Linked DNA regions of Mus musculus: regions 1, 2, 3, 5, 6 and 7 are each linked to region 4. The links are chromatin contacts, called in public HiCAR-type and promoter capture Hi-C maps. All regions are on one chromosome and are shown on one strand. Each heading gives the region's core, a stretch centred on a gene start, on an enhancer-like site or on the middle of the called end of the contact. The rest is flanking DNA. Distances are from core to core; before and after follow the strand shown. Region 1 holds the start of Hcn3 (hyperpolarization-activated, cyclic nucleotide-gated K+ 3). Region 2 holds the start of Scamp3 (secretory carrier membrane protein 3). Region 3 holds the start of Hdgf (heparin binding growth factor). Region 4 holds the start of Mex3a (mex3 RNA binding family member A). Region 5 holds the start of Trim46 (tripartite motif-containing 46). Region 6 has its middle 4.5 kb from the start of Gm23269. Region 7 holds the start of Prcc (papillary renal cell carcinoma (translocation-associated)).

Region 1 (3,377 bases), core at 318-2,817, 630 kb after region 4:
AAGTCCTAAACACAGTCCCTTCTGATTCTGATTGCAAAAATCAATCCTCTCAACCTCCAAAAAAGCTTGTTAGTTCCCAAGTCCAGACCCACCCCCGAATGCCCCTCAGACTTGAATGTTTTCACTCAGCAACAAACCCCTGATGTTTCTTCCTCCCCTTCCACAGCTGCAGAGGAGAAATCTTGCACTGTGAGACACTGGGAGAGAGGAGGAAAGGTTGGCCGCGCCATCAGAGCATCTTCACAGCCTGACTCACAGGCAGTCACAAGCCCAGCGGGTGATGTGGTAGAGGACTGCGAAGCAACACAACTCTGAGGGGGATATGGCTTCTGGGGATATGTCTGAGGGTGAACTGGGGGAGGGGAGGGGATCTGCTGGAGAACAGATAGGCAGGTGAGAGCGAAAGAATAAAGAGGACTGGAAAGAACAACGCAGAATAGGGGACTATTTACAGGGAGTGAATGTTTGAGAATGGAAGATACTGTCTGGGCCTCCGATTGTGTTTCCAAGCTCCAGAGACACACCTCATTTCTTCAACTGAAAGCTGTCCTTCACTGTCCCCAAGGGCAGGGCTGATTTTCTCCCCTAGCGACCTTGATGTAGACGTACAGCCTGAAGGGGACAGTGAAATGGCTACATCCCAGTTCTCTGTCCCTTTTCTCTCCGGGAAACACCTGGGCGGTGGCTGAGCCCCTGCTTTCCTTCCCAATCTTTCTGAGTACCCGCCCCGCCCAGCCGCATTCCGCCTTCAGCACCACGGACAGCAAACAGAGCTGTGGACCCGACTGACCCCTGTTCTTCTCCAGCGTTCCCAGCGTCCCTGATCTGTTCTACTGAACTGGGCAAGTGCTCGGTGTGTGGTTAAAGCGTGGTAGAGAGTGGAACTAGGCTTCTTCCTCAGGTCTCCAAGCTTTGGGGCATGATATAATTTCCCACATCCCCAGAAAACAGTACTGAAAAGAGGCAAGGTTTCCAAACTCCGATGCTCTCTGTGGTCATTGAGGTTCCTGCATTGGGTGCACTAAGTCCTCGGAGATTACCTGATGTTCGCTGTCCCTTATGCTTCCCTAACCTGACAAAACACTGAGGACCTCGGGGAAACCCGCCTAGGAATTCCCAGGCTGGGTTGGGGGAGGTGACTCCACCCGGCCGGTAGCACTGGTGTCCCTCGCTCTCCCCGTTGAGCCCCCCGTACCGGAAGTCGCTGTAGGGGTGGATGATCCAGGCCCCGGCGGACTTCACCCTCTCCTGCTCGATTTCTACTGCTTTGTGGCTGCCGAAGACCCGGAGAGAGAACTTGTTGACCGTCGGCTGCAGCAGCGTCCCGAGCTGCCGCCTCTTCGGCTCGGGCGCAGACTCCGGCACCCCACCTGAGGCCGCGCGGGCCTGGGCCGGAGCCGCAGGAGGCGTCTCGCGTGCAGGGGTCGCCGCTTCGCCGGCCCCCGCCGCCGGCCGCGCCTCCTCCTCCATGATTGCCCTCACTCGTAGGGCCTCCCCAACCGGTCCAGGGCCATGGCGGGCGCGCAAGTCTCTGGGAGAGCAGCCCAGGCAGGGGAGCTCCGACCCGCGTGCGCCCGGGGCACAGGGGGCGTGTGCAGGCGACAGACGTGCGAGAGCTGCGCCCCCTGGCGAGGGCTGCGTGAGACTGGGCGGGGCGGGGCGGGGCGGGCCGCTGGCACAACTGCTGCCCACACTTTCCCGAGAGGGCGTGGCTTAGGGGTCCTGAGGGTGGGTGGGTGCTGTGTGTGTGTGTGTGTGTGTGTGTGTGTGTGTGTGTGTCTGTCTGTCTGTCTGTCTGTCTGTCTGTCTGTGTCTGTGTGTGTGTCTGTGTGTCTGTGTGGTGGGAGTGCTCAGCTTGCTTCTGGAGGCGGGAAACTCACTAGGGCATATGCAGCCTGGGGACCTCCTGAGGGTCAGGGACAGAATGGGAATCTGTTCTGACCATGTCCTTTCTCAGCACTCTCCTAGGAGTCTTGCTATGCCAGAGATCCTCTAAACTGCTTTCTGTAGTATGTGTTTCCTAATTCATTAAGACAACCTTTAGCAAAACCATTCACTGAGTGCATGCTGAGGATGCAAAACTGAGCACAGAAATCTTAGCTAAGTCAATGGTTCATCTCCATAAACAGATCAACAACCAAGGAAATACCATACTACATGCCTTTCTGAGCTTTACGTGTAGAACAACTTTTTTGTTTTGTTTTGTTTTGTTTTGTTTTGTTTCAGACAGGGTTTCTCTGTGTAACCCTGGCTGTCCCGGAACTCACTTTGTAGACCAGGCTGGCCTCGAACTCAGAAACCCGCCTGCCTCTGCCTCCCAAGTGCTGGGACTAAAGGCATGCACCACCACCACCCAGCTTCTTTCCTCTTCTTACAGCCACTGCCTGAGATAAACCGTCATAATCTCCAACTAAATTATTTCAAGAAGTTTACATTTTGTTTTTGACATGGGCTGTAGCTCAGGCTGGTCTTGAACTTCTGATCTTCCTCTGAATTTCAAGCACTGGGATTACAAATGTGTGCCACTCTACCTGGTCTCAGAAGTTTTTAATAATTTTCAAAGTCTGCTGGACTTGGTGTTGCAGTCTTTTAATCCCAGTACTTGGAAGGCAGAAGCAAGTGGATCTCTGTGAATTTGACACCAGCCTGGGCTATATTGTAAGTGCTAAGACAACCAGGGATACATAAAGAGACTGTCTCAAAAGAAAAAAAGAAGTCTTCACCAAATTCTCCTAGACAAATTCATGTTTCAGTCTCCAAGTACACTTTCTACATCCACATGACACTGTTCAGTTTTCTTAAAGTCCTTCCAAGTGTCTCCATTTTAGAAATACATTTAAGGGCTGGAGAGATGGCTCAGTGGTTAAGAGCACTGACTGCTCTTCCAGAGGTCCTGAGTTCAATTCCCAGCAACCACATGATGGCTCACAACCATCTGTAATGAGATCTGATGCCCTCTTCTGGTTTTATATTATACATAAAATAAAAAAGAGAAAGAAAGAAAGAAAGAAAGAAAGAAAGAAAGAAAGAAAGAAAGAGAGAAAGAAAGAAAGAAAAAAGAAATACATTTAAGCTCCTTAGTGAAACTTACCAATCACTAAAAATTTGAACTTAGTCTCAGCAACTTTCAATTACTTATAAATTGTATTTGTTTACTTTATCTGTCTGAGGGGTTTGTTCCTATGTCTGTTCTATGAACCATGTGTGTGTGCCTGGTGCCTGCAGAGGTGAGAAGAGGGCACTAGAGGCCCCGGAACTGGAGTTAGAGAGAGTTATAAGCCACATGTGGTTGCTGGGACTTGAACTTGGTTCACTCTAGGAGAGCAGCCAGTGCTCTTGACCCCTGAGCTCTCTCTCCAGCCCTGAGTAATTACACA
Region 2 (3,371 bases), core at 279-2,778, 650 kb after region 4:
TAATTTGGTCAACGGTGGACAGAGGAGATCGAGGGTTCACAGATAACCTCATCTATAGACAACCAGAGGAAAGCAGACAGAAAAGAATAAACTACCTTTGAAAAGCTTACACTTTACACTTTAATGTGGAGCTAAGGAAGAGTCATGAGGTTGACAAGTATATACAAGTAAAACAGAATATTAAGGATTAATTGTGCTAGTGGGAAGGTAGGTTGAGCTGTAATATCAGAAATATTATGACCACATAATGTTGTGATAAGGTAGCTTTCAAATTCCATGCAAGCCGAACTTTGGTTCTTTTTCTAAAGAGCAAAAGTGGGGCTTTAGAGGAAGCAGGGAGTCGTAGGTGACACAGGCCTGCAATCCCAGCACTCGAGAGGCTCTTGTGAGGCCGAGGCAGGTGTTCCAAGTCAGCTGCAGTGCGTAGCTCCAGAACAGCCTCGACTGCACAGTGAGACCCTGTCTTGAAAAGGAAAGAAAGAGAATGAAGTTTGTAAGGCATTGCCTTACCTTCTTCCTGCCCTCCACCAGCGGTATCTGACCTCAGAGGCAGAGGACCACCACCAGCTCTTCGATCTGATTGAAAATATGCTAGAGTATGAGCCTGCTAAGCGGCTGACCTTAGGTGAAGCCCTTCAGCATCCTTTCTTCGCCTGCCTTCGGACTGAGCCACCCAACACCAAGTTGTGGGACTCCAGTCGGGATATCAGTCGGTGACAATTAGGCTTTGGGCCCCCTGCTCCTTGTGTAGCAGTGGGTGTCCAATCCAGGACACTGGTGCTTTTTTATACAAAAGAACAGAGGCAGAACTTGCCCTCTCTCCAGCCCCTGGCTCCTTTGTACCTGTGAATATGTGGAATAGTGTAAATATGACAGAACTTGTACCTATCGATTCAACCCCTGACATGTATATACTACTATTTACACTCTCCCAACCTCATCTGCCCCTCATGTGGAGGTGGATGGGGGGCAGAATGACGTAACCAGGTGGTGTCTACCCCATGTTTTATAAGGGATTTTGTACAGTCTTTGTGAAATAAAATGACATGCTTCATCTGACCCCCCCCAATCCCTGGAATTTGAGGTTCGAGGGTACTGGGGTGAAGGAGTGAAATAATTGGTAGCCATCTGAATTTGGGTATAAAGGCCTCTTTGTCCTGCCAACTTAGAGTCACTTATATGCACTTTGTATTCTGAGGTAGTAAAAATTAAAGTAGATGCAATCAGGTAGAACTTGTGTGATCTAGAGTAGTGAATGTCAGGAAATAGCTTTGGCCCTGTAAATAAATGGATAGTGACAGTAGCCTTGAAGTTATGCCCTTCAATAGATCCAGAAACCCGTGAAGAAAACTGAGCTTCCCGCCACTAACCTGTGCGCAAAGATACCTTCTGAGCTGCTTAACATGAAGCTACCTGGGATATGTAGTTCATGCCTGCTAGGAAGTCACGTGGAGGAAGTGTGACTCTGGGCTGCGGAGACTGGCTTAGGGATATCACGTGCGGTACTTCCCGCTTTTGGGTTTTTTTTTCCTCCCCCCCCCCCAACTGAGGCGCAGGCGCAGTCCACTGCTGCTGCGGGAATCTTCGCGACTCTTCCGGTTGTTTCAACCAATTGGAGCACAGGGAAGCGAGTGGACCAAGCACACCGGAGGGAGTTCTTTGGGCCGCCACCGCCGTACTGCCGGGGCAGGGGCGTGTAGGGCAGGGGCGGCCGGGTTCACTTGCAAACATGGCTCAGAGCAGAGACACCGGGAATCCATTCCCCGACTCCGGCGAGCTTGACAATCCCTTTCAGGTGATTTGCGCCGGCCTTCTTTGGCCAGTCTGCATACTGTTCTGTGGGGTCGGAATGCTATTCCCATTTGTGACTTTTGACCCAGGGTAGAAGTGTCGCTATGTGAAGGTGGCGGTAGCTCGAGACCAGTGAACATGGGGAGCTAAAGGGTTGCGGGCTCTGCCCCTTTAATGAGCGGGTTCTAGCTATGTAGAGTGATAGACTTGAAGGCAAATGTTGGGAACAACGGCGTGGCACCAAAGGCTCAGTACTTGGAACCACGAGCAGTTTCGGGAAGTTCCTAGGAATTCCTTTGACACCGATTGCCCGCTGAGCCCCGTCTCTGCTCTCAGGACCCAGCTGTGATCCAGCACCGACCCAGCCAGCAGTATGCCACGCTGGACGTCTACAACCCCTTTGAGAACCGAGAGGTGAGCAATTAGAGGGAGCACAGAAGAGCAGGGAAAGCCGAGTGTACCATGAGCTCTGTCTGAGCATCCTGGGGACTTTGTTAATGCAACCAAATGATGAAGTGGTGTGCTTTTAGCTTCCCGAGAGACGTTAGCCAAGCCAAACCTAATCTCGGACAAAAGGGTCATCTAGTTTTGAGTTAAAGAAGTCGGTCCAGGGAAGACTTGTTTGAAGAGCATCAAGGTTGGGGCTAGTCATAGTTGAGAAACCCGTGCGATCAGAGGGCATATGAGGAGGGCAGTAAAAGAAAGTAAGGGTGTGGGGGAGCTGTGGGGATGTAGCTCAGTTGGTCGAGTGTTGCCTACCAAGTGCACTACCCTAGCCCTCAGCACTACATGAACCCAGTATGGTGGCCCGAGTATATAATCCTAGCATTTGAGAGGTAGAGGCAGGTGTATAAGAAGTCACCCTTAGCTAGTAACAAGTTGGAGACCATGATGGCATGTGAGACCCTGCCTCAAAAAACAAAGAGTCAGATGGATTAATGGGTAAAGGCTCAGTTTGCAGCCTAGACTAAAACCTGACTTCAGCCAGTCCCCCAAGAAGGTGATGAAGGCGAGAACAAACTCCTATAAGTTGTCATGTGACCTCCATGTGCATACCATGAGAGAGTGTACACACACACATGAACTCACACACAATAGGTAAATGTAATTTTAAAAATTAGAAAAGTTAGATGTGGATAATTGCTGATGGCATTGGATGTAAGAGGCTGCACAGGACTGCTGCAGCTCTGATGGAGTTGCCCAACTTACATAAGTAGCTTAGGAACGTGGCACAGAGCTGTCAATCCCAGTGCTTAGCCTGAGGCAGGAGGATTGTAAGATTGAGATCAACCCACGTGCCTGTCTTCTCAAAAACAAAACCAAAAAACCCAACGAGGTTCCCAACTTGTAGGGATATGCTGCTGACTTGGGTAATGCTTGCACACAGACTAGATGACTGAGTTACAGGGACTAGGTGATGTCTAAGGCTTGTCTCCAGCAGCCCCCACCAGCCTACGAGCCTCCTGCTCCAGCCCCAGCACCTCTACCGCCACCCTCAGCTCCCTCTGTACAGTCCTCAAGAAAGCTCAGCCCCACAGAGCCCAGGAACTACGGCTCCTACAGCACCCAGGTAAAGAGTG
Region 3 (3,573 bases), core at 538-3,037, 630 kb before region 4:
AAGAGGGTAGGACCCTCAGTTTTAATTAAATTGGAATGTGCATGATTTGAGTTTAAAAACATGTAAAATTTCATACTTATAGGACACAAAAAAAAACTCATTAAACTTTTTTTTTTTTTTTTTTTTGGTTTTTCGAGACAGGGTTTCTCTGTATAGCCCTGGCTGTCCTGGAACTCACTTTGTAGACCAGGCTGGCCTTGAACTCAGAAATCTGCCTGCCTCTGCCTCCTGAGTGCTGGGGTTAAAGGCGTGTGCCACCACGCCAGGCATCATTAAACTTTTTAAAGAATTTGTGATTAGGGTTGAAGAGGTGGTCAGTTGCTGCTCTTCCAGGAGACTCAAGTTCAGTTCCCTGAACCCATGTGAATGGGCTCACAATGACCTGCGACTCCAGCCTCAGGGGATCTGACACTCTCTTCTGCACACCACACATGTAGCATGCATTCACAAACACAAATAAAAACTTCAAATCTGAGCTGGTGAGATGGCTCAGTGGTTAAGAGTGCCTACTGCTCTTCCAATGGTCCTGAGTTCAAATCCCAGCTGTTTGTGGACCATTTGAACTCATACATGGTGGCTCACAACCATCCCTAATGAAATCTGAGGCCCTCTTCTGGAGTGTCTGAAGACAGCTACAGTGTCTTACAAATAATAAATGAATAAATAAATATTAAAAAAAACCTTCAAATCTGCTGGGCAGTGGTGGTGCACCCGTTTAAGAGGGAGAGGCAAGTGGATCTCTGAGTTTGAGGCCAGCCTGGTCTACATGAGTTTCAGGACAGCCAGGGCTACACAGAGAAACCCTGCCTTGAAAAACCAAAAACAAACAAACAAAAACCAGAAACCTTCAAATCTCTTTAAAAAGAGAGTATGCAGGCCAGCCAGCCAGGGCTACATACTAAGACTGTCTCCCCCGGCAGTGGTGGCACACTTCTGTAATCCCAGCACTTGGGAGGCAGAGGCAGGCGGATTTCTGAGTTTGAGGTCAGTCAGAGTGAGTTCCAGGACAGCCAGGACTGCACAGAGAAACCCTGTCTTGAAAAATAAAAAAAAATAAAAAAAAAAGACTGTCTCAATAAAAATAAGATATAAAACAATTAGATATAAACAACAAAAAACCCATTGCACAGAGATGTAATTACAACAAAATCTTGTTTGGTTTGAGATCTGAGATCAAGTTTTGCGCACATCATTCCTTAGAATATAACCCAGGCCAAATACAGTCTTCAAATTAATACTATATATCTCCAAACTAGATTTAGTGGTATCCAACTGTCTTTATCGTTTAGGACCTCCTTATTCTAGTGAGGGTAATTGGTGATAGTCCAGATACAGCTGTTAATTTAGAGTAGACTGAAATGGTAGGACTCGAACTCTTATACCGCCACCAACAGAAGCACGTGGAGTGTGTGGGGTACACCTCTTGCCTTGGCGGTCTAACTAGTTAGAAGTCAGAGGCGCAGAGCAAATACGTGGGTTGGGACATGGCACGTGGTAGGGGGGACAGAGCGCAAGGCAGGCCACAGTAGGCCCCGCCTGGCCAGGGCATTCAGAGGAGCCCGGGGAGGGGCACGTGCAGCCTGTCCAGCGGGCGCCAGCTCCTTTTGGGCTGGCACCCACCACCCGCCCGCACACAAAGCCCGCTCGGCGCGCTCGGCACTCGGCTCTTCAAGCCTGTGCCTCTGAGCCCCGCCTGGCGGCCTCCAGGTTGGGTGTGAGGCCGGGGCAGGCTGTAGGCGTCGATTGGCTGCGCGCATCGAACCGCCGCGGGCGGGAGCGCGAGGGGAGGAGTGGGCCGCGGGGGGTGGAGGAAGCGGCCTCGCTCGCGCCGAGGAGGGAGCAATTGAATTTCAAACACAAACAACCACACGAGCTAGCGCTCCCGGAGCCGTGTGTTGCCCACCGCGCCCGGCCCTGTCCGAGCGGCGCGCGGGCGCAGACGCCGTGGCTGCCCCGGAGCTCGCGTCGGGGGCCGGCATCGAGGCGGGGGCCGCGCGAGGGCCGGAGCGCAGCGGCGCCGCAACCGCCGCACGCGCAAACTTGGGCTCGCGCTTCCCGGCTCGGCGCGGAGCCCGGGGCGCCCGCGGCCCCGCCATGTCGCGATCCAACCGGCAGAAAGAGTACAAGTGCGGAGACCTGGTGTTTGCGAAGATGAAAGGATACCCACACTGGCCGGCCCGGGTGAGTGGCGCGGCCGTCGCGGGCCCTGCTGCGGGTTGCATAACGCTCGGGAGGGCACGGCCGCCGAGCGCGGAGCGGGCGTAGGGGCAGGGGTGCCAGGCCTGTTCTGGCTGGCGGGAGCCCACCACCGCTTACATAACGGAGGCGATCGCGGCCGGCACCTGGCGGGCAGCGCCGCGTGCTCAGTTCGCCCTCACCCCTCCGTCACAGCGGCCGAGGCTTCGGGCTCACGGTGGCGGGGGGGGGGGGGGGAGCGGCCCGATGGTGTGTCGCTTCTTTCGCCGCGAATCCCAACCCCTTCTCGGAGCCCCGCTTGAGCCCTGAGTCTCCATTGATAGTTGCCTCCAGTTCAGGTTTCTCTGGCTGGACGAACGGGTGCGAGGGGTCTCAGTTCACAGAGGGTTAGGTGGATGTAGAGTTGGCGACTCACAAACTTTCTTGGAGCATTTTGGTAGGAACTCTGAAGTTGGGAGGGTCGTGAAATGTTTGGGGACGACTTACTTAAAAATGGTCTTGCCTGGCCTGGTGACTCTGCCATAACCGATTTAGCCCCCAGCTCTACAAGAACATCCCTCCATATGCCTCCAGCTCAGACTTGGAACTGGAGGCAGCAGGGCCCCCGTGTGCTTTGGGAAATCCAGTACAGACGACCTTAGCGCGGTGTGGGGGATTGTGGGACGCTGGAGTTTCCTCGGCTTCCCATTAGTGAGCGTCTCCAGTCAGGGAGGCCGGTGTCAGCCATGTGGTTGTTTGAACCCGCCAAGAGTAGGGCCTTCCCCATTCCAGCACCTGGCCAGGTGGGAGGGTGGGGCAGAAAGCCTGCTGTGTTTATCACCTTCCCTCCCAGGAAAAGGTGTGTGTGTGTGTGTGTGTGTGTGTGTGTGTTGGGGGGAGGGTTGCTTCTGGGAATTTTTCAAAACGATTGTAGAGGGGGCCCTTGATACCGAGTGAGGGCATGACTCAGCCCCTTAGGGTGTGGAACTTGTGTAAAAGAAATCCTCGGGCAGAAAGGCCTGGAGGGAGGGGTCTCAGGCAGGATTGCCTTGTGAATTTTACAGTATGGCTGACTGTTCATCTGGCTCAGTACGACTCTGAGGCTCCATGCTGTCTTCGTTCCTATTCAGGGTGTCAGGACACCTTGATCTTTGAGAAAACTCAAGTGGCCCTCCATATTCTCTCTCTCTCCCTCCATCCCAAGGAGTGTGTTCAATCCTACTTGCCTGAGCCTTGCTCACTGAAACTTTAAAATGGGTCAAGTAAGGCCTGGGTCTGGCCTGGGAGTGCAGTGCAGAGAGAGAGAGGCCAGACTCTTTCCAGAAGCTTAGAGGGCCTCGAGGGCCTGACTGAAGCTAGGCTTTGTATATGTGTGTCATGTAAACACTCATGTAATTT
Region 4 (3,171 bases), core at 656-3,155:
TGGTGTATCTTTGTTGTATGGGGTGGGGTGGGGGGGTGGGGGGAGATTCCAGTGGGGTGCCACCCTGCCCGCTCCACCTTCAGTCTGTCCCTTTCCCTTTCAGCAGCATCCTCTCTCCACTCATAGATTCTGCCCTTTGTTTTCCTCCCCGATCAAATCCCCAAGGCTTTTTTGGTCATTAACCTCCTGCCTTAATTGGTTTAGTGAGGAGGAAATCAGAGATGGGGCAAACTCTGGGGGGAATCTGGTTTCAGTGAGGACAGGAAAGCTGCAAACAGCTGTTAGCCCCACCGTCACCTGGTCTCCAGTAGAAACTTTCTCCAAAGAAACTCCCAGCGCCCAAGTCCAGGTTCCTGGGAGAGAGGTGAACAGGAGTCAGAAGCCTTCCTCCACTCCTGCTGGAAGGCGAGAGCATCCACTCCCATAAAGTCCTCCATGTGGGGCACCTCCTCCCCTACTCTAGCTAGCCAGGTCCCTCAGCTCAAAGTTCTCCTTCACCATCTATACCGAAGGGGGAGAGCCACAACTCTCATACCCACCGACCACTCAGCTCAGACTCCAGCCTTCCCAAATGCTGTGCAAACGCACTTTCCAAAAATCAGCTTATAAGGACCGGGCCTGAGCTCAGCCCTCCTGGCCTTTGGCCTCACTGTGCCTCCTGACATCCCCATTGTCAATCTACTGCCCTACCTTCATGCAAAACTTTTCCTCTAGACTAGCTCAGATTTCCCAAAGGAAACCCCTCGGGCAGGGGCGGGACTCCTACCCACCCAGCATACCCATCTACTGTGATCCAACTTGGGGAGGTGACTCCTTGAGCCTGACCACAAGACCTTTAGATCCCATCCCTCTCTTGAAAGAAAAACAAAAACAAAAACCAGAAGATACAGAGTAGGGGGGAAGTAAAAAAGAAAGAAAGAGAAAAGAATGCAGTACACTCTAACTCCCCTCTTAACAGTCAAATCTTAAAAGCTTATTTATGATCTCTTTCGCCATATTTCTAGGGTTAAAAGGGCTGAATTACTGGTTTATAAAGGAGGCAAAGGAAACAGCGAAATGACCGTCCTAAGGGACAAAAGATTTCCTCCACTATATTCGAGGCTCAGGTCTAAAAAAGTAAAAATAAAAAACCTGGGTTCTCAGGGGCCCCCAATCTCACTCCTGTTACTCAAGGTTCAAGGCTCCAAATTAAGCCATACGAAGCCTCTAGGACCCTTCTGGCTTCCCGGATCAGCCCCCACCCCCATCCTCTCCCTCCACGCCTCCTCATCCTCCCCGGGTCACTGCACGGACCACGGGGGCACGAACTAACTCACCTCCCAGTCGTGGCCTCTGAGATCCCGGAACTGGGGGGCTGGGGGAGGGGGAAGGGCTTGCTACCTCCGAGAAGAGAGGGAACCACATCCTCTACCGGGGGTCCCACCCCCAACCGAACGCCCCTTCCTGGCCCCCACACAGCGCAGAGACCTGCTCCTCCCACTGTAGCGGCCGCGGGCTTTGTCTGCTCCACCAGCTCTCTCCCAGAGGCCCGAGCCCGTGGACTCCGCGATCGCGCGCGGGAGGAGGGAGGGCACTGCAGCCACGAGGCCGCTCCGCCCCGGCCCTCATTACCATAAGAAAGAGGCCCGGGACCCGCGGGCAGAGGAGAAACGCCTTTCCACACCCGCTCCCTTCCCGCATACTGCCAGCTCCTAAAATTTCTCGGACCACAACTCCCAACCCACCCGAGGCTTTTCCCGTGACCAGTGGGCAGAGCCCGAGGGGCGCAATCCCCTTCTTGCCCGGGTTGAGGAATTCCTCCCCGCGCCCGAGGGCGGGAAACTACAACTCCCGGCATGCCCCGGGCGCCCCCGGCGCGCCCCCCTCCCGTCAGTTCCATGCTGCTCCATCCAGTTCATTTAAAACAAAAGAGTTTGAGCGCTGGAAGGGGCTGGGCTCTATTGGGGGCCACTGAGCGACGCTCCGGGACTGGGGCTCGGTGCGGGAACCTAAGGGGGCGTCTGCTCGGCGGAGGGTAGAGACTCTGGGTCCGAGGCGGAGGGGTGGGGGCTAGGGCCCGCAGCCCCCCACCCCACCCCGTCACCCCGGAGCGAGAGGAGATCTGCTTTCTTGGTTTTGCTTCTTTTCCCCCACCCCCACCCGGGGGCTGGGGCGAGGGGAGTCAGGTTACAGGGTGCTTGGGGAGGGGGGCTTAGGGGTGGGTCTATCTTTCTATCTCGCTTTCTTCCCCCCTCCCCAGCTCTTTGTTCCCCCTCCCCACACACCCCCTCCTCTCCTCTCCCCTCCCCTCCTCTCTCCTCTTCTCCCTTCCACCACCTCTCTCTCTCCCTCTCTCCCCCAGCTTTTGTTTCGCCATGCCTAGTCTAGTGGTATCTGGAATAATGGAAAGAAATGGGGGCTTTGGAGAACTAGGATGTTTCGGGGGAAGCGCTAAGGACCGAGGGCTGCTGGAAGACGAGCGCGCCCTTCAGCTGGCTCTTGATCAACTCTGCCTCCTGGGTTTGGGGGAGCCCCCCGCCCCCACGGCGGGCGAGGACGGGGGAGGTGGGGGGGGCGGCGCCCCCGCGCAGCCGGCCGCCCCCCCGCAGCCGGCCCCGCCGCCGCCGCCCGCGGCGGCCCCGGCCGCCCCGAGCGCGGCCCCCGCGGCGCAGACGCCCCAGCCCCCCACCGCCCCCAAAGGGGCGAACGACGCCAAGCTCTGCGCGCTCTACAAAGAGGCCGAGCTGCGACTGAAGGGCAGCAGCAACACCACGGAGTGCGTTCCCGTGCCCACCTCCGAGCACGTGGCCGAGATCGTGGGCAGGCAAGGTAAGCGGGCGTCTGGACACTGCGAGGGTTGGAGTGGGGGCTTGCTGTCCCCGGCACGGAAAGTTCATCGCTTCCTTCTTTGCGCGCCTCTGGCTCTGTCCCTTCCCGACAAAGGGGGCCCCGCCCCCTGCCCAGATTCCAAGTGCCACAAAGTTCCCTGCTACCCCTAGTCGGGACGACTCTCGGGACCCTTCCTCCCCTGGGGCTCCGCCCGTAGACAAAGAAATATCCTGGAACTGGGAGAGGAAAGGGGAGGGGGAGCTGCCTCCCAATCCCAGGGTCTGTGCGGAGGGGGTGTCGGCTCCTGGCTGGAAGGACTGACGGAATGTGCAATTACTTGGGAGCCCCTACTCTAGTTTCTGC
Region 5 (3,317 bases), core at 779-3,278, 710 kb after region 4:
GAATAGGATCGTCTGGGGGTGCAAGGCACCACGCTTCCGCCCAGGGTATGTCCCAAAGCCTGTAGATGGACCCAGGAGGCACAGGTGAGAATTACAGCTGGCTGGGGTGGGTGACATCTGATCAATTAAAACGTGGAATTAATTTCATTGCGCCAGAGATCAGCTCTCATTAGAATTTCAGACAAGCAGTAAGAAGCTCCACCCCAGAATGACAGACAGATGCCCCTGACCCTCTTCCATCTTTCTACATCCCCACCCCATCCCACAGGCCCCAGCCCCACCTGACTTAAGGAGCCGGTCCAAGCGATCTGGCTTGGGGAGAGTTCTCCGAGAGAGGCGGGGGCTGCGGGTAGAAGGGGTGGAAGCAGGAGAAGTGGGCTCCGAACTCGGATCCCCACCATGGCCTATGTACCCCTGCTGGCCCAAAACCTCCCGGGCACAGGCCTGGCACACGTTGTGGGTACAAGGCAGCACTAGTGGCTGCTTGTACATCTCTTGGCACACTGGGCACAGCAGTTCCTTCTCCATGTTCTTCATGCTTGTCTGTGGAGGGACCAGGAGGTTGTGTGAGAGCTAGGACACTTGGGCAAATCTCAGCCCGGTCCCTTGGCTGCCAGGAAGGGCAGCACAAGCTACCTACTGCTTTGGCCCAGTACCCGCCTTCGTTGGTTCACACACCTCCCCAGCTCTCTGTCTCCTGCTTCAGCGCCCCTCTTGGGGAGCTTAAGGTCCACCAAGAAGGTACAGTTGGAGCTCTGGCCTCCCCCACCATCGCGCCCCACCCCCATCACTCCCGCTGCAGCAGTGCTGGCAGGCAGTCCTCCCGCCTCACCTGTCTCCATCCCTCCATCTCTGGATTAATAGCATTTATTTCAAGGGCACCACCCATTCTACAGCTGGGTGTTGTCCCCCGCCCCTTTCTCTAGCAACCCTTAGACGCATGACTGCTCCCCGCGGCCAGGGTGCGCTAGCTCTCTGAACCGGCTGGGCACTGGCCGGCGCCCCAGCACCCATCCTCCATTCTTCAATTCTATTTCTTCCAGTCTCCCCAAATCAACCCATCTCTCTTTGCCTTCTATACTAGAGCTATCAGACCCAGTCTGGTGGAGAAATTCGGCCTGTTTCAACCCTTTGCTCAATCTAGGGTGGGGGAGGAAGGAGCGCCCCGCCTACCTGCCCCCTCCCCACCGGAAGTATCCCTCCCCCTTTTGGTGAGGGGTCTTCTGGCTATTCCCCACCCCCACACCTCACCTTGGTCCCTCTCTTCGCAGCCATCCCGGTCAGGGGCGCAGCTGACACAAAGGAGGGAGGGAGAGGGAGGGAGGGGGAAGGAAGTGGTGGGGGGGAGCAGGGTTGGCACCGCCTCTGGGAGAGACGGGCACGGGTTACCATGGCAACGGGAGGCTGCACGGCAGCTAGCGGGGGGGGGGGTTGGGGGCGGTAGGGGGGGTGGTCGGGAGGGGTCCAAATTGGGAACTGCACCCAGGAGCGGTTTTTTCATCACCCCACCCCACCCCCCGCCACACCTGTCCTCAGTTTCTTGGAAAACATCCAAGCTCACACATGCCCCTTCTCATAGCCCTGGTGCACGCCTGGCAGCTACCCCAAGCCTACCCGCTGGGTCCGGGCAGCTTCTCGCTGCCTACACCCCAGCAAACGGGAGTCTCACCACTCGGCTGTCCCCAGGATCCCTCCACACTTGCGTCTCCGCCCTCCCAGTCATTTCTGTCTTAACTAATCCCTTCTCTATAATCCATATTCTTCCTGGACCCCCACCTGTTCAAGGGTCTGGCTTGCCCCGACCCTTTACATCCCCTCCCTTCCCCTTGACCCCACCTTAACTCACACTGATGCGGACTAGTGCATCCATGATGGAAGTGAAGGTCTGCATATCCTCACCCTCAGCCATGGCCCTACTGTGCCCGCCCGCCCCCGGGTGCCCGATCCTGGCTGCTGCTGCGAACCCGGGGCTTAATGCAGGAGCCGGGTGGGGTGAAGGGAGGGGTGGGGAGGGTGAGATGTCACTGCGCATGCTCCAGGGACTAGCTTCGAACTGCGTCCGTCGAGGTAGGGGGTGGGAAATAGTTCTTCCCACGTGGTTCTCCAAAGGCGGTCTAGGGGGTGGGTAACATGGAGGGTATTTGAGGTAGGAACCATTCCTCCTATTAGAAGCTTGCATCGATTCCTGGTCATACTACTCACATAAAGCACGAAGCTCGTTTCAGAAGAACAACTCCAGGTGGACGGTGCTACATCTTGGGTGGCACATATCTTCGGGAGTTGTTGAGGCAATTATAGTGGGTCAGGGAGGTCTGAGGAAGTTGTACGGGAGATGACATGAATAGCAATGAAGGCACAGGTGACTCTAGGCCATGGGATCATGACTGAAAGATGAGTGCAGCTTGTCCAGAGAGACAGCAGATGCCTTGGCTACAGAAGGCTGGAGACCAAGCAGGGCGGTGGCCTAGAATGCTCTTAGAAGCATTATTTCCTCCTTGCCACAAGAGGGCGCTGCACCCAAGGCGCGTAGAGGAAGAAGTAAAGCAAGTCCACGTTGGCCCCGACGCCTGCGTACAGACAACCGCGCCGGCTTTGGCTCCCCTCTTTCTCCAGGGACACGGATTGGACCACGGACGGGGCGTGATGGGTAACCGCACCGGCGGGATGCCCGGGCTGCTCTAGCGGGAGTGGGCGTTGGGGTGGTCCTCTTTTCTCCGTAGCCTCGGTAAAGCTGACGTGTCCTGGGAACTAGCATTTCCTCCGGACAGGCGGGAACTTGGGTGTGCAGGGCCGGGTGGTTCCTGGAGGTCGCTGTGGGGTGGGGGCTGGGTCACTTGGAAGTGGTTGGTGAGCCAAGCTCCGGAGTGAATCTGCCTGAATCTTAGCCTGACTCTTTTTCTCATTTATAGTAGTCGGTACCGGGACCTCCTTGGCGCTGTCCTCCCTCCTGTCCCTGCTGCTCTTCGCTGGCATGCAGATCTACAGCCGCCAGCTGGCCTCCACCGAGTGGCTCACCATTCAGGGGGGCCTGCTGGGCTCCGGCCTTTTCGTCTTCTCCCTGACTGTATCTTCCTCGCGCTGGAAGGGGAGGCGGGGGTGTATGAACAGAACATGGGCGGGAGTGGGTGGCAAGGGCTTTGCAGTCCCTCTACTTCCTATCTTGTTGCGTGAGTTTCTCCTTAATTACATCACCCAGGCCTTCAATAATCTGGAGAATCTGGTCTTTGGTAAAGGCTTCCAAGCAAAAATCTTCCCTGAGAGTAAGTGAAACTCAATAGTTAACTGGACTCTTTTTTTTTTAAACCTCTCCCAAACAT
Region 6 (3,502 bases), core at 374-2,873, 660 kb after region 4:
AACTCTTATAAGAACAACATTTAGTTGGGGATGGCTTACAGGTTCAGTGGTTCAGTCCATTATCATCAAGGCAGAAACATGGCAGCATCTAGGTAGGCATGGTACAGGAGAAACTGAGAGTTCTACATCTTTTTTTTTTTTTTTGGTTTTTCAAGACAGGGTTTCTCTGTGTAGCCGTGGCTGTCCTGGAACTCTGTAGACCAGGCTGGCCTCAAACTCAGAAATCTGCCTGCCTCTACCTCCCAAGTGCTGGGATTAAAGGCCTGTGCCACCACCACCTTTCAAGAGTTCTACATCTTAATCTGAAGGCTGCTAGCAGAATACTGACTTCTAGGCAGCTAGGGTGAAGGTATTAAGCCCATACCCACAGTGACACACCTACTCCAACAAGGCCACACCTCCTAATAGTGCCTCTCCCTGGGCATAGCATTTACAAACCATCACAATTATTGTTGTTGTTGACAGAGTCTCTCTACATAGCTCTGGTTGTCCAAGAACTCCTATGTAGACTAGCCTGGCCTCAAATGCGCAGACATCTACCTGTTTTTCTGCTTTACTCAGGGGTGGGCTATGCTCAGTTTTAAGATGTATTTTCATTACGTGTATACCCACTTGAGAGCTGGTATCCCCTGGAGGTGGAGTTAGCAGCAGCTGGGAGATACTGGATGTGGATACTACAAACTACCTGGGGTCCTCTGGAAGAGCCATCTCTCCAGCACACTTCCCCACCCCCGCCTTTAGCATCACCCTAGACTCTAAGTTCCAAATCAGGGATTTGCTCATTGAACCTAACACAGTGTATCTATCCACCCCACCCCACCCCCGCCCCCAGCGTATCTATCTTTAGCTAACATTTAGTATGCCAGTCCTGGTGGCTCTCACTGAGCACTTGAGAGGTTGAGGCAGCAGGATAATCGAGGGTTCAAGGCCAGGCAGGACACCCTGTCTCAAAATATTAAAACCAAAACCGCCCCAAAGTGGCAGCAAAATAATCTAAAGAGTTTTAGGTTCTTACTACTGCGGGAACAGCAAGATGCCCTCCAGGAATGGGAAAAGGAAGAGTCACGGCCCAGAGATGATATCAGGCTGCAAGGGCTCTTGAATAATTCACAAGGAGAGTGTAGCCTCAGGAAGGGTTGGTATGCAGCCAGGACAACAAAAACAAGTAGGAGGTAAAGAACCTTGCCTCACCAGGGCAGTTTCTGGAGACTTAATCTTCCCTGTGCTGAGGTTCCTTAAGGAGTAAACTCAGGAATCTTGATCCGATCGCACAGGGTAAGCTCACTGTGCAAACCCAATCGCCTCTCCTAACCTATTCGCAGTGCTTGGCCCTACAGACACAGTGGCGCATCAGCCACCCTCGCCTCAACCCCTGTTTGTGTAGTCTACATTATAGACTAAGAACAACGCGGGTCAGTTACACGACTCTGTCCCAGGAGAAACAATGAAAAGAGAAGGCCTGGGATCCCACTTTCTAAGGAGCCTCAACCTCCTCGCTAAACCGAAAGCTTAGCCTCCAGTTTCGCGCCTGCGCATTTTGGTACTGCAGCTCTAACCCAGCAGGCTCTGAGGGAAACTCGCCTTGCCCACCTCACGCTCCCCCAGACGAATCTCACGCCCAGCCCTCGCCTCTAGTAACTTCTATCTTCATGCCTCATTCGTCTCAGGCCCCTCCCACAGCCCCACCCTCACACTACACCTCGCCCCACCCCCGCCTCACGCCACGCCCCGCTCCCGTATGGCGTCCCGCCCACTTGCCTTTGGCTGCTGTGATTTCCTTTAGCCTCCGGTTGGGGCTGCTGTTTCTCTGATTAGACCTCAGGCAGAATTGATACTGGTCAATTCTGCCTGAGTTTGGTGCGTTAACTTTTTCCTTTCCAGCATTTGCACGGAACCATCCTGTTATCATTATTAGTTGCTGTGCTAGTTAGTTTTTGTCACCTTGACACAAACCTAGACATTTGGGAAGACCCTCATCTAAGGAATCATCTCCGTTTGATTAGTCTGTGGAGCATATTTTTCATATTTGATTGGTATGATAATAAGATCCAGAGCACCGGGTGGTACTACTCGACCCCTGGATAGGTAGGTAGTCCTGGGTTTAAGAAAGCTAGCAGAGCAAACCATGGGGCACAGTCATCGTTCCAGTTTCTGCTATTGCTCCTAACCTGACTTCCCCCGTGATGGATTGTGTCTGGGAGTCGTAATATGAAATGAACCCTTTCCTCCTCAAGTTGTGTTTTAGTTATGCTGTGTATTACAAAGACAAACCAAAACAGTTGCAAAAAGACTTGTGTTTTACAAATAAAGAAAAGGTAAAGGCTCAGGGAGTACGCTATTGTGTAGTAGCCAGACAACTTAAGTCTGGTCCCTAAAATACTTAACATGGAAAAGAGGAAGCCTACTCACTCATGTGGCTGCCAGCGTGCACCTGGGAACATGCACTCACATACAATAATTAAGTAAATACAACAGAATATAAGTTTAATTTTTAAAAGGGGATGAAAGGCGGGCCAAAAGGCTCAACCATTGCTGGAACACACTGTAAACACAGAAAGAAAAAACAAACTCTACAAAGTTGTCTTCTGACCTCCACACAGGTGCCATCATTCTCCTGCCCCACCAAAAAACACAAGAAAGGTTTTAAAAAGAGGTGATCTGGGCATCGTTATGCAAGCCTTTAATCTCAGCACTTGAGAGGCAGAGTCAGACAGAGCTCTTTGAGTTTGAGGCTAGCCTGACCTACTTAGATTGTCCTAGTCCGGGATACATAGTAAAATTTGTCTTTTTTTCTCTCTTTCTCTCTTTCTTCCTTCCTTCCTTCCTTTCTTTCTTTCTTTCTTTCTTTCTTTCTTCCTTTCTTCCTTTCTTTCTTTCTAAGACAGGGTTTCTCTGTGTCACACTGACTATCCTGGAACTCACTCTGTATAAAAGGCTGACCTCAAACTCAAAGATCCATCTGCCTCAGCCTCCTGAGTGCTGGGATTAAAGGTGTGGGCCACCACTGACCAGGCCAACAATCAGGTTCCTACTGAAACAAAATTAGGCTTCTGCCTAAGATTAGATGTAGATCATCACAGATAGATGTAGATCATCACACAACTGAAGGCAGTTGCTGTAAGTTAGACAAAAGAGCTGTATGGTATTATGAGTTTGTGTCACAGGATAGTTTATTTTGTGTTTTTGTGTATGTGTGTCACTAGAGTGGCATCTGAAACCCTGGGTATGTCACACTTCTGCAATCTCAGCATGTGGAGACAAAGACACAAAGTTCCAGGTGACAGTGAGACCCTAATTCAAGAAAGAAGAAAAACAAAACAACCGAATATGAAACAAAATAAAAACAAAAACAAAAACAGACCACAAACTACTAAGTACATCCCTAGCCTTAGAAACTGGAGTTGAAAGACCCATTCTGACTGGTGTGGTGGCTCAGACATTTAACTCCAGCACTTGGGAGGTAGTTAAAGGCAGGCTCTGTGAACTCGGGGCCACTGTGGTC
Region 7 (3,337 bases), core at 203-2,702, 650 kb before region 4:
AAACCATTCCTCAAAATAAACAATGGAAACAGGGCTGGGTTTTGTAGCTCAGTGGAAGAGCATTTACCTACTATGTGTGAGGGAGGCTACAAGTCCAACTCCCATTGTGTGTGGGGGTGAGGGAGAGGCAATACTCAATTTCTTATACCAGGGATAGTGTAATACACTTTTTAATCCAGCACTTGGACTCTGAGACAAGAGGATCACAAGTTGAAGCCCAAGCTGAGCTACACAGTGATTCAAGAAAAGCCTGGGTTACAATACTAGAACCATGTCAAAATAAGTAAACATTCCATCTCTTCTCTAACTCCACTCATGTCCTTTACCTCCTTCCAGCCTTCTTATTTTAGAGATGGGGCAAAGGATAAGGCTGGTCCTGGATGTTCAACAGGAGCACTTTAGTCCCACCAGCTGTCACTTCAGGCGCCACTTTTAACCTGCCCTCAATATGGGAAGAGAAGCCAACTGAGATAAAGATGCTGAAAGGGAAAGAATTGTCTCCATGCATGCGCCTTAAGCCTGTCAGTACCAAGGATACCACGCATCCCTTTCTGCAAGGAAGTCCCAGGTTCCAGAATGCCTCATGGCCAATACCCTAACTCCCCAAAGCAGGCAAGTTCAGGTGAATTTAACCGCCTTCTAAGAGGATTCCAGCGGCTCGGAGTCAACGGATGCGTTTGTCGAGCTCCATTATGGTTACAAGTCCCTCCTACCCCTAAACTCCAGCCCAATGGGACTTGAGGTGCCCCCCCCCTCCATACTCACATCGCCCTTCTGCAGCTCCGGCGCCGCTATCCTAACCGGTTCGGTTCTCTTCTTTGGCTTGGGAAGGCCCAAGGGGGGTCCGACACCGCCCACAGCTGGGGGCAGACTGAGCCCAGGGCCTTGAGGCGATGGCAGCCCCAGCCCCTCTCCAACTCCCGCAGCTTCAGCAGGGCTCACTCCTGCAGGTGGCGGGAAGCCGCCCAGGCCAAAGGGCAGCGGCGGAGGCGGCTGCAGTCTGGGGTCTCCGGTGGGCGGGGGCAGCAGGAGCGGCGGGGGGAAGGCTGGGGCCAGCATCTGGGGGGGCGGGGGCAGCAAGGCCGGGCCTTTGGGTGCAGGAAGAGAAGCGAACAGGCCTCCTAAAGTGGGCCCTGGCATAGGAGCCGCCACATCCTCTTCCTCCGGCTCCGGCTCCGGCTCCGGCTCATCCGGCTCACTATCGTCGCTGCTGGCATAAGCAACCAGAGACATGGCGCCTCCCGCCTTTGGGACGCCCTTGCTGGCAGACTAGGCCTACTTGAGACCCGGGATGTCCCGGCGGCCTAGTAGGCCCTACCAGCGGGCAAGGCGGGGAACCGAAAAGCGCCTCCTGCTCCGTGCTCTAGAACTATCCCCGGCAGGAACCCATGGCTAGGGTTGATTTCCACCGAGTAAGAATTCCCGCTACACTTAAGCTCCTAGCACCAAGCAACTACACACACCTAATGGCCGCCGAGTCACTCCGCCTACTACTCACCTCACAGACTTAAGAACTACAATTCCCAGAGAAGACTTTAGCAACAACCCCATTCTCTACCTCCGGGAACTCAGTGCAAAGCATGGCGGGAATTGCAGTCTAAAGGTGGCGTAAAGGGTGCGCAGAAAGACTGAGCGAAAGCTTCCTCTGATGCAGTGATTCCTGGGATTCGTAGTTTGTTTGTTTGTTTGTTGTTGTGTGTCCTTTCAAGTCCTATGTTACTACAAGCCCCATGGATCAGCGCGGTAGCACGTAAGCATTTAGAGCATTTCGGTACTTGAAGTTCCTCAGAGCAGCTAAGGATTATGGGAGCTGTGGTACCCTTAGAAACTGCAAGTGTTGTCGGGAAAGTGATGAAGTCTGGGAAAGTAAATAGCTTAAAGGGAAAGTTACCTGTAAATAAAACAGTGATGCTTCCGAGTCGACCTGGGTGTTAGAACAAAGCACCCCAAGAAAAGACAAAGCTCTAGGGTACGTTATAAAATTAAGATTGCGAAGCCAGAAAGAAAACGAGGCCGCAGGCATCTGAGAGCATGGCAAGGGTGGTGTCATGCACCTTGAATCCCAGCACTAGGAAGTCAGACGCGGGCGGAGATCTGTGAGTTCGAGGCCAGCCTAGACTATGAAGTGAGGTCCAGGACAGCCAAGGTGACACAGAAAATCCTGTCTCTGTCTCACAGAAAAAAAAAAAAAAAAAAAAAAAAAAAAAAAAAAAAAAGAGTCAGTGCTCTTAACCAATGAATACACCAGTATACATCTAGTAACAGTACACACCTCCCATGAACGCTATCCCCATGAGTGTGGGGACTTGGGCTCCTTCCTCAGCAACTAGTGAGAAGCACGGGAAACTAGGGCAAGGTATTGGAGAATTGGAGATTAATCACTTTACCTCAGTAAAAGGACAGACTATGGCCCGGTACACTTCCAAGTTCTTAGGGGTTGATCACCTGTGCCCACCCTACAGTGCATGTGTCTTTGGCATTCATTTCTTGGCTGGATGTGCTGTCTTCTCGGCCTTTGCGTATGGCCCTCATATCCACCCACTTTTACTGCAGGCTTTTTCACATACTGCCCGTCTATGATGACGTGCTGTGCAACTGCTCTTCCCTGGCTCCCTGTGATTCTGGATCACTTCTGTCACCCTCTAACTGAGGGCCCTCTACTTGCCATGTCCTTTATACATGAACCCATCTCTCTGTGGGTACCTCCCTGCTCCTAAGAGCAGAAAACCTTTGAGGTCAGCCAACAACGAAAGAGCTGCTAGAGTTTGGCAGGGAGGAGGCTAAAGAACGTGGAAAGGGTGCTTTGAGCGAAGGATGAGGATTGTAAAGACTGTGAAAGGATGTGGCTCTTCCTCACCAGCCTCCTCGCCATGTGTCTGAACATTTGGCTTCATACACAAACTTATACCACCTTCTCTAGACATCTGCTTAAATCTCCCAGAATAACTTGTATACACCTGTGTTTAAACTATACTGAGTTTAGGCAGCTCAACATTACAGTGCTTAGCTAGCATGCACGTATGTACATGATTCAGAATTTGACACCCCACTGATACCTGTCCCCCCCCCAAAAAAAATTAAGATTTATTTATAGCCCAACAGTGGTGGCGCACGCCTTTAATCCCAGCACTTGGGCACTTAGGAGGCAGAGGCAGGCAGATTTCTGAGTTCAAAGCCAGCCTGGTCTACAGAGTGAGCTCCAGGACAGCCAGGGCTACACAGAGAAACCCTGTCTTGAAAAAAATATATATTGCCAGGCGTGGTGGTACATGCCTTTAATCCCAGCACTTGGGAGGCAGAGGCAGGCATATTTCTGAGTTCAAGGCCAGCCTGGTCT

Evidence for each region. Promoter capture Hi-C pulls out the DNA fragments that hold promoters and counts their contacts. HiCAR-type assays count read pairs that join an accessible place to other places.
Region 1: a contact with region 4 is called in a promoter capture Hi-C map of pre-B cells, with 2.3 times the contacts expected there. The contact joins the promoter of Hcn3 here to the promoter of Mex3a in region 4. A contact is called at or near these places in 9 of 39 promoter capture datasets (cranial neural crest, embryonic stem cells, hippocampal neurons and 3 more), 1 of 484 Hi-C or Micro-C datasets (embryonic stem cells), 3 of 115 datasets of contacts at active chromatin or transcription factors (embryonic stem cells, pancreatic cancer cells and stem cell-derived neural progenitor cells) and 3 of 9 other capture datasets (adipose tissue, liver and pancreatic islet).
Region 2: a contact with region 4 is called in a promoter capture Hi-C map of pre-B cells, with 2.7 times the contacts expected there. The contact joins the promoter of Scamp3 here to the promoter of Mex3a in region 4. A contact is called at or near these places in 6 of 39 promoter capture datasets (cranial neural crest, embryonic stem cells, liver and 2 more), 2 of 484 Hi-C or Micro-C datasets (embryonic stem cells and stem cell-derived neural progenitor cells), 4 of 115 datasets of contacts at active chromatin or transcription factors (astrocytes, embryonic stem cells, pancreatic cancer cells and 1 more) and 3 of 9 other capture datasets (adipose tissue, liver and pancreatic islet).
Region 3: a contact with region 4 is called in a promoter capture Hi-C map of pre-B cells, with 3 times the contacts expected there. The contact joins the promoter of Hdgf here to the promoter of Mex3a in region 4. A contact is called at or near these places in 7 of 39 promoter capture datasets (the 3T3-L1 cell line, the HPC-7 cell line, fetal liver and 3 more), 1 of 484 Hi-C or Micro-C datasets (embryonic fibroblasts), 2 of 115 datasets of contacts at active chromatin or transcription factors (bone marrow-derived macrophages and pancreatic cancer cells) and 1 of 9 other capture datasets (adipose tissue).
Region 5: a HiCAR-type map of astrocytes shows a contact between it and region 4, with 2.6 times the contacts expected there. The contact joins the promoter of Trim46 here to the promoter of Mex3a in region 4. A contact is called at or near these places in 5 of 39 promoter capture datasets (the C10 cell line, the SN4741 cell line, cranial neural crest and 2 more), 3 of 484 Hi-C or Micro-C datasets (all in embryonic stem cells) and 2 of 115 datasets of contacts at active chromatin or transcription factors (astrocytes and pancreatic cancer cells).
Region 6: a contact with region 4 is called in a promoter capture Hi-C map of pre-B cells, with 2.2 times the contacts expected there. The contact joins the enhancer-like site here to the promoter of Mex3a in region 4. A contact is called at or near these places in 7 of 39 promoter capture datasets (the C10 cell line, cranial neural crest, frontonasal cranial neural crest and 4 more) and 2 of 115 datasets of contacts at active chromatin or transcription factors (neural tube and pancreatic cancer cells).
Region 7: a contact with region 4 is called in a promoter capture Hi-C map of pre-B cells, with 2.8 times the contacts expected there. The contact joins the promoter of Prcc here to the promoter of Mex3a in region 4. A contact is called at or near these places in 4 of 39 promoter capture datasets (the HPC-7 cell line, fetal liver, liver and 1 more), 1 of 484 Hi-C or Micro-C datasets (rod photoreceptor), 1 of 115 datasets of contacts at active chromatin or transcription factors (pancreatic cancer cells) and 1 of 9 other capture datasets (adipose tissue).

What each region holds. Positions count from the first base shown.
Region 1 is chr3:89,158,590-89,161,966 of GRCm38.p6, forward strand. It overlaps Hcn3 (hyperpolarization-activated, cyclic nucleotide-gated K+ 3), which reads right to left and starts at 1,568. Exons shown (of 8, transcript NM_008227.1): 1 at 1,196-1,568. The coding sequence starts at 1,470.
Region 2 is chr3:89,175,863-89,179,233 of GRCm38.p6, forward strand. It overlaps Scamp3 (secretory carrier membrane protein 3), which reads left to right and starts at 1,529. Exons shown (of 9, transcript NM_011886.3): 1 at 1,529-1,795; 2 at 2,128-2,205; 3 at 3,233-3,361. The coding sequence starts at 1,730. Gm45927 (predicted gene, 45927) reads left to right here. Exons shown (of 19, transcript NM_001310017.1): 12 at 2,128-2,205; 13 at 3,233-3,361. It overlaps Clk2 (CDC-like kinase 2), which reads left to right. Exons shown (of 13, transcript NM_007712.4): 13 at 532-1,225. The coding sequence ends at 717.
Region 3 is chr3:87,904,534-87,908,106 of GRCm38.p6, forward strand. Hdgf (heparin binding growth factor) reads left to right here and starts at 1,788. Exons shown (of 6, transcript NM_008231.4): 1 at 1,788-2,181. The coding sequence starts at 2,095.
Region 4 is chr3:88,530,041-88,533,211 of GRCm38.p6, forward strand. Mex3a (mex3 RNA binding family member A) reads left to right here and starts at 1,906. Exons shown (of 2, transcript NM_001029890.3): 1 at 1,906-2,808. The coding sequence starts at 2,355. It overlaps Gm38618 (a long non-coding RNA gene), which reads right to left and starts at 1,840. Exons shown (of 2, transcript XR_867447.3): 1 at 1,317-1,840; 2 at 1-353.
Region 5 is chr3:89,243,869-89,247,185 of GRCm38.p6, forward strand. It overlaps Trim46 (tripartite motif-containing 46), which reads right to left and starts at 2,029. Exons shown (of 10, transcript NM_183037.2): 1 at 1,847-2,029; 2 at 282-543; 3 at 1-59. The coding sequence starts at 1,909. Krtcap2 (keratinocyte associated protein 2) reads left to right here and starts at 2,570. Exons shown (of 5, transcript NM_025327.3): 1 at 2,570-2,647; 2 at 2,910-3,064; 3 at 3,197-3,260. The coding sequence starts at 2,644.
Region 6 is chr3:89,195,013-89,198,514 of GRCm38.p6, forward strand. No RefSeq gene overlaps it. Among named protein-coding and RNA genes, the nearest start is that of Gm23269, 4.5 kb to the right of the region's middle. Within about 2 kb of position 1,624, at least 351 of the 459 cell types and tissues checked have an H3K27ac peak or open chromatin away from gene starts, as enhancers often do. A contact at or near this core is called in neural tube, pancreatic cancer cells, pre-B cells and 1 more, where this site is marked.
Region 7 is chr3:87,884,110-87,887,446 of GRCm38.p6, forward strand. Prcc (papillary renal cell carcinoma (translocation-associated)) reads right to left here and starts at 1,453. Exons shown (of 7, transcript NM_033573.2): 1 at 766-1,453. The coding sequence starts at 1,233.